2 separate regions of the Rattus norvegicus genome follow, and region 1 is linked to region 2. The links are chromatin contacts, called in public Hi-C maps. All regions are on one chromosome and are shown on one strand. Each heading gives the region's core, a stretch centred on a gene start, on an enhancer-like site or on the middle of the called end of the contact. The rest is flanking DNA. Distances are from core to core; before and after follow the strand shown. Region 1 has its middle 120 kb from the start of 1700020N01Rikl. Region 2 has its middle 190 kb from the start of 1700020N01Rikl.

Region 1 (3,889 bases), core at 155-2,654, 310 kb before region 2:
GAGAACACTGGAAGTCTTGTGAGACCAAAGTAGGTAGAGAGTAAACAGGAGACGGTGAGCGGTAAGGCCCAAGAACAGCTGTAGATTGAACCCACAGGACCATGTGTTCAATGGAAAGAATGTACTCTTTAAGAGCAATGGAAAGTCCATTAAGCAGGAGGATAGTATGACCCAGTTTAGACTTCTAAGGCAATCGCCTTGACTGGAAAATGGATTTGAGTGGGGTAGCCGTGAGAGGATGTGGGCTATAGTGTTCTGAGGTAGACTCTTGGCCTTGGGCTAGGAAGGGGGAGGTGAGCTGAATGCTGTCTTAGCAACTTTAATGCCACAAGCTTGAGAAGGACTTGTAAAAGGACCACATGAAGGGGCACAGCAGATTCCATTCAGTGTGGAGGACAGGAAGGGGAGTAGAGATGAACAAGGGATGTCACTTCTCTAGAGACAGAACAATGAGAAGTCAAGTGTTATTCTAACAAAGAGTGGCAAAAGTAGATTTCAAAGTGAATCCAAAATGTCCAGGGTTTCAAGGAATGCTAAGTATTTTTATTGTCTGCATCATTCTGCCAAGTCTCACTACTGTTAGCTTTCAAGATGTCCTCCCTTAGGACCCCGACTTTGATCACTCTTCAGTCTCAAAAGGTCCAAGAGCTTATCAAACCATCCAACTTCCCATGATGTCTCCATCCCCTTTGTGATCTCAGTCGTCCAAACAAAGTCTTATGAATTGTCATCACTGTTATTTTTCAGGCCCTTAGCGCCCCCCAGTTAAACATTCAAACACCTTGAACCCAAGTTTTCTCCAAACCTATGCACTCTACCTTACTGCTGAGTGGCCACCACGGCCTGCAGCTGCACACATATCCACTTGGTCTGGTCTTACTTGGGATGGCTAAATTCTGGAAACTTTCAGGGTAGTTGTTTCAGTGAGGAAGCAGAACCAGCAGAGGGGACTTTTTCGAGCCTCTACCCTGTTATATTGCACTCCTCACAGCCCCCATCTGATGCCCTAACTGGATCCTATCTCTGTTGAGGTGGCTCATCTCCCACTCAAAGTCAGGTCCTTAACCTGTGTGCTGTTGTCTTTCCCTTGGAAGGAGTGTCTGGACAGACTTTCTTCTTCATCCTTAATGTTCCTCTGAACCACTGCAATCTGTATGAAATATATATCCAGTCTTAACAAAAAAATGATCACTGCCTAGACTATGTCCCATTACCCTGTCAATCTTAGCCAAAAAAAAAAAAAAGAGGCAAGCAGAAAGAGGGACTGTGTTTCTGTGTTTGTGAAGAAGACAACTATGGGGAGAAGAAATGGGGACCACAGGAAGGGTAGCGAGGGGAGATGAAGTAGATCAAAACACAGTCATTTGTGTGTAAATGAAAAGGTTGCAATAAGAGGGCTGGAGAGATGTCCCAGCAGTCAAGAGTACTTTGTGTCCTTTCAGACCTGGGTTTAGTTCCACAAGCCCCCATCTTGACCTCAACAACATTCTTTGGGTGTAGTACATATGGTCTTTCTGCTATTTTCTTCTACTCTGTTTATATTACTGGATAAGGAGGTCTTTCTTGAGTACTCCACTCAGATTAATAATTTCCATCTGTAAGGTTCCTCGTTTCCTGTAAGGTTCCTGTTGTTTGTTCTCCATGGTGGTTATGATGGCCACCCACTATTCAATATTGCTTGATGACTAATGGAGTAAACATGAGCACCCGAACGTTTCTGCAAGTGAATGTATCTCACGGTTTTGCATGCTTCTTTAACAGTTCAGTGCTAGTTGTCGACTGGTTTTCCTTTGCCTGGGATTCAGGCACCATATGCTTCCAAGTCTGAGTCTCAGTCCTCAGGAATTCAGAATCCTCTTTACTGAGAAGGAACTGGGGAATAGCAGGAGGGCACACCAGGTTCTTAAAATGCTTGCTGGAAGTTGTACATACCACTGACGTTCACAGTATGTTGCTAAGGGTTATTCAAATGGACTCCGCTCAGTACAAGAGAGGCAGCTAGCAGAGACAATTCCACACTGGAACCGTGGTGTATAGATCACCCCTGCCAAACACACACCATACATTTACTGCTTACTTTCTTCTCACCAGGAAGAAAACACAGTGGAGAAATGCCCACACCGGCCCCTTTTTATCTTTTAGCACACAGAACAGTTCTTGGTTCCTGGTGGCTCCATAGGAAATATTTCTGTATATTTTTCTTTTAAAACGGGTCCTTTATTTAGAGAAGAGTTTTGCTGTAGGAATTGAGGATGAAAAGAGAAATCAGAGCATGAAGACCATGCTGTAGATACTTCTAACCATCTTGAGCCAATCCAGATCACAAACGGAACTGAAACAAGGAATCTGGCTTCTTCTTTCCCCATAATTTGGGTAATATTATATAACAGGAATTCTCTATGGCTATTCTGTGGCTTTGCAGATAAGCAACGATGAATCAGTCAGAGTGAAAAACAAGTGTTATTATGTTTAATTTAACTGCCCTCATATTCAAACGGCCTGCGTTTCTCCAGAGAGAGGACAGCATGTTAAATCTATGGCATAATTCCAAATTGTTTCTGTGGAATTTTTTTCTTCTACCTGTTCTGTAACGACTGTTCTGTTGAATTATTCTAGCACAAGGAAGCATATGTTGTGTAATTGTGGCATTCTGGATTGAAGTCTTGTTATGAATGTGATGTCAGACTTGAAGCCAAGTTCTAAGGTTTATACAACCTTCCCTCTGTACCTCATTTTGAGACCAAATAGTCAATCGTGTGGATTCCTGTGGTAGAGGGTTTATGGGTTTATGTTGACTGCCTTTAAAACACAGCATGGCATGATACAACAGAATAAGAGAAAATATGTAAGGCTCTTTGGTGGATTAAGTTACCAAATATTCCAAAACATTCGGAAAATGTTACAAAATTGGTTCAGCATTAATCAGGCTGGCATTAATTCGCTTACGCTTTTAAATATTTTTAATGGTTACGTATCTGATCCTTGCTTCACAAAAGTCAAGGATATAAGACAAAAACATATAATATGGATGATTAAAATGGGCACAAAACAGTGGTTTTATACAATCTTTCTATTAAAATTTCAAAAGTAAGAATATTGTTTGGGGGTAAATAAGCCCAAGGTACTTGCCAACCAAACCTGTGGACATGAGACTAAGGCCGTGTCCTAGACAAGTCTAAGGGAGGACATGACATATGTCTCAGAACCCTTCATGCTCTGACTTTGAAATATTAATTCAGCAACCATGATGCTCCTAAAACAGTTTGTATCTTGAGGTGAAATTCTTTTGGGAATGTCTTCATCATGTGATGTCAGCTATATAACTAAGATATGGCTGCTTCAACATGTTAGAGTAGACAACAGGAGGAGAAAAGGGGGAAGACCACCATCCCAGAAGCCCAGGGATAGCATGGCATCACACTGGGAGTATGCAGGGAAATATTTTAGACAACTTTGTTAAAAGTACGTTTCTAGTATATAGGGAGTAAATATTAGGAAGAAAAAGATTAATTAACCAGAGCCTTGGGAGGGGTACAGTATGTACCCCCTGCACGCTGTGTATACAAACTTGTTGTATTTTGTCTTCATTGACACACTTTTTTTTTTTACCTAAGATGATGTCTTAAGTTGGGTTTCATTGCTGTGAAGAGGCACCATGACCAAGGCAACTCTTATAAAAGACAGCATTTAATTGGGGCTGGTTTATAGGTTTATCATCATTGTGGAAAGCATGATAGAGTCTGGCAGGCTTCTTGCTGGAGGAACTGAGAGTTCAGCATCTTGATCTGAAGGCAGCCACGAGGAAGGTCTCTTCCACACTGGGCAGAGCCTGAGCATAAGAAGAGCAGGGACACTCTTCTTCCAACAAGGCCACAGCTCCTAATAGTGC
Region 2 (4,048 bases), core at 757-3,256:
TAAACACAAGTGCACTGAAAATGGTAGTTAATATTACCTTCAGGCTATGTGTATGTAGAAGGCGTACACAGATACAGGACTACAGGTGAATTTCATGTCTAGAGGCATGTCCTATCGCCGAGAGATGTCGTGTACATTTGCAGATAAATATGAAACATTCATGGTATGATTTTGGATACCAGCTACTCAACCTGAATTACCGTGGAGGTCCCTTGCAAGCCTGGGAGAGACGTGTTATACCTACTTCATGGAGGAGAAGAGCAGGAGTAGAAGCATTAAACTATGCTTAAGAAGGATCTGAATCCAAGCCTATTCAACTACAAAGGCCATCACGTTTTATCACGTAACCATAAGTGAGCCGACTGTGTTGTTTCTCAAGGAGCTTTTATTTTATGCTCTTGATGAGCAGAGGAGGAAGGGAGGGGAGGGAATGTTTGTGAGGATTAGGAAAGGTTTTCCAGGACCTAGTCACCATTCCATTCATTCGTCAACACAAGCCTGTACTGAGTGCCAAACCCTCATGTTCCCTTGATACATGAGACACGAGGGGGAAGGATGCACCGCACTGCCCCCAGGAGCCCTCCGTCTCTTGGGAAAGACAGTCCAGTGTGACAAATAAGGAAGGAAACAGGAAGCCCAGACAGGCACGAAGGGAGCGGCGACCTATATGGAATACCAATACCACGGTTACTACTTAACCTTGTGGCTCTCTCAAGAAAGTGATCTGCAAGCCCAACATGAAAACAGAGAGAAGCCGACTGGACACGGAGTAGAGGGCAGAGCAGACTGAAGGAGGAAACCAACCAGACGCCTTGCTGGCCAAGGGCTGATGGCATCACTAACCAGCCAGACCAGAGGCCGAAGGCTAGGCAGCCTGGAACAGGCATCTTTAGACAACCCCGCCTCACTGATGCTTCTTAATTGGGAAAGGGGACCTGGTGCTACTTTTCAGGGGCTTCCTCCCTCCACCAGGAAGCAATTCTGTCTCCATAGTCAGTGTTCCTCCCTCTTCCATAAAAAAGGAGTGCTTACACAATGCCTTTGTCCTTCCTGAAGAACTTAGCCTGCATCTCTGTGTATTCGTTCAGCCATGCTCACACAAGTCTTTGCAATGCGGCCCCGCTGAGATGTAGACCTCAGTGTACTTACTGGCCGTGAGCGTGAGCCGGGGTGAGGCGTTAACTACTACTCTGTGCCTCAGGTGTTTCCTGCTCTCAGATTTCTGAAGAAATTCAGTCCACGTCGTGGGCGAGGGGAGAAAAAAGGGAAAGGGAAAAGAGAGAGAATGAGTCTAGAAAAACTGTATGTAGCAACTTACAATGTTCGTTATTAGCTGGATGTGGAATCGAGTGCCTATACTTCCCAGCACTGGGGGGGCGGGGGTGGGGGGGGAGCTCTAAGGGCAGCCTGGACTGCGCAGTGAAAGAACCAAAAGAACCAAAATCAACACCAATGAAAGGTCCATTACTGTTACCACATTGTTATTGTTTCCACTTAGTGACCCTAGGCAGTGGCTTTTTAAGACAAATCAATATGCAGGTAAACAAGAGTAGACAGCAGCAGGAACTGCCCTAGGCAGTGAGGACAAAGTTATACATCCAGGTAAATCAAACATGTCTCCAGCTACAGGCTGGTGGAGACGTGGGCTACTCCCCACTTGCTCCTAATCAGTGTGACAAATGCATAAAAAGGAAGAGACGGAGCTACACCGAGTCTCCTACAGAAGGAGGGGAGACAGAAGCAAAGAAAGCTGTGCAGGTACCGACGTGTACAGTGGGAGGTGAGAGGGCTGACGGAGTTAAAGCAAGCTTGGCTATGATAGAGGAGGAGGTAGGGTGGGGGTGGGGTGGGGGTGTCAAGGCACCAGGTATCCTAAACCAGGCACAGTCGGGATCACCCCCAAAAAGAAGGGAACTGAGGATATCTAAGCATAAGGAATGGGTGAGCATCTGAGCCTGGAGTAGCATCTACAGCAAGGGAGGAGTGGAACCGCACACAGGCTGGGCCTCAGACAGTGGCGGCTATTCAACATGACCTCAATCCAGCTGGCTGGCTCAGCCTGGGGAGGGCCTCTCTGTGCGCAACATTGTTTCTTTTAGGGAAAAGAATATTGCTTTAATTTCAAAAACGCTTCAGAGAAGAAAACGCTTGAGAAACCTGTTCCTCAAATGAATTTTTCCTACAGTATGTGAGGCTGTGTGAGCTTCTGGATTCTGAGGGTGGGAGGGGGGAGCGAAGGGGAACGGGGGAGGGGGGGAGACAACAGAAACCCAAACCCCGCCTCTAGAGGATTGTGAAGATGAAAAAGCAACTTCACTTCCTTCTGAAAAGATTGGAAGGTTAGTCAGAAAACTTGCCTCCAAATCTGCCCTATCAGGTTCAGTTCTGCACATTTTTCTCAAGTGGTGAGCGCTATCCACTCAGCACGTGCTGGCAGCGCTCCTGTGCCAAGCACCGTGGAAGTTCCTTAAGCATGTTATTTGGTTTTGACAACCCTTCCAAGTAGACATCACAATCCTCATTCAGGTGAGGACACTGAAACACAGGAGGTAGGTGGATAGTCCATCTATCGGTGGCAAACAGCTGCCACTGACACACACACAGAGACAGAGAGAGAGAGAGAGAGAGAGAGAGAGAGAGAGAGAGAGAGAGAGAGAGAGAGCCCAGAATCAGGGGTGCTCCAAAAGCAGGTCACACAACCGTTTCCCTGGATGCCTGGATGGATCAATAGACACTTAAGCCACTTAGACTCTGTCTTCTGCCTTAAAAAACAAATCTCTTAATGGAGCAGCTGGCTCAGGTAGCAGGTGCTCTAAATCTGTGCTGTTTGTCTACACTCGTCCCTTCCCCTGCACACTAGCCTTGTTCAAGTAGTGGAACAGGACAATATTTTCTGCATGCTCCTCAAGTGTATCATTTTACATGGCTGAGGAATCGTAATACCACACAGCCATAAGTCAATATTTACACTCATGAGTTGGAGGCTGATAAACTGAGCTGGAAACAGCATGAATGGCCAGCTCTGGAACGGTGGGAGGCACCAGTCAAACAGCAGCAGAGCCCATAAAAGTTCCACAGAGCTGTGAGTCAACAGGAAGAAATTTCGTACATGCCGAGGGCGACTGGGATGGCTGCGACCTCGAGAGGCTTGCCTGACTTCAGATCTTCCTTCCCGGTTTGACTACATGAATCACAAGCACACAACTAGTCATATTTATGAGCCTTCGCCCCTTCCTGGGACTCCCTTGGAAACAAACAGCAGAACCACGAACAATGTGTTTTCTAAGTCAGAACACTACCCAATTAGTCTAAGCGAAGTTGCAGTTAAGGAATTCCATCCAGCCTGACTCAGGACTTCACCCTGGTGACACCGAAACAAACAAGAGACCCTGCAGAGAGCAAGGATGATGATGACCCTGGTGAGGGGCAGATCCTATACTTGGATATTTTTCTGAACCCCCCGATGCTGAGGTGTAAAGTTCAGTAGTCAGCCTTTTAGAAGGTCTAGGGAGGTAGAGGACTTGTTTATGCATAACCATCACAAAGATGGATCATGAAAAGGTAAAAAGAAAGACTTGTACCATCCTGAACCACAGACATGGAAACTGGAAACGGCAGGGAATTCCATGCTCTGTGGCATTTTTTTTTTATATCTGCTTTCAAAAACCTCAATATCCTTCTGCCGTATACCGTAAATAGTTCGAACTGACAACAGACTCATCTTATGTGTGCACAGTCAGATAGACATATACAATATACACGAGATAATTTGTAGATGTATATGTACAAACCAACACCACTCATCAGACGTTGCCTAAGTCCTATATACACGCTAGCATGCTGGTTAGGCCTTACAACTACACACTATGGTTTGAGGTCTTCAGTCCCAGGCTACACGAGAGGCAAATGGAGGTGAGTTGCTCCAGGGCAGGCAGGAAATAGCAGGCAGGGATAGAGTCTGACTCACTGAGGGCAGCCTCTGTGAAAAACACTGCTAAATTCTCTGGGCTATGAGGGATGTCTGGCCTGTGGTTTCAGCTGCCTTTAT

Evidence for each region. Hi-C and Micro-C count contacts between places; a contact is called where the count stands out from the background.
Region 1: a Hi-C map of the Rat2 cell line shows a contact between it and region 2, with 6 times the contacts expected there. The contact joins two enhancer-like sites. A contact is called at or near these places in 3 of 12 Hi-C or Micro-C datasets (the Rat2 cell line, Schwann cells and mammary epithelial cells).

Annotation. Positions count from the first base shown.
Region 1 is chr1:25,334,221-25,338,109 of GRCr8, reverse strand. No RefSeq gene overlaps it. Among named protein-coding and RNA genes, the nearest start is that of 1700020N01Rikl, 120 kb to the right of the region's middle. Within about 2 kb of position 1,404, at least 1 of the 93 cell types and tissues checked has an H3K27ac peak or open chromatin away from gene starts, as enhancers often do.
Region 2 is chr1:25,024,424-25,028,471 of GRCr8, reverse strand. No RefSeq gene overlaps it. Among named protein-coding and RNA genes, the nearest start is that of 1700020N01Rikl, 190 kb to the left of the region's middle. Within about 2 kb of position 2,006, at least 49 of the 93 cell types and tissues checked have an H3K27ac peak or open chromatin away from gene starts, as enhancers often do.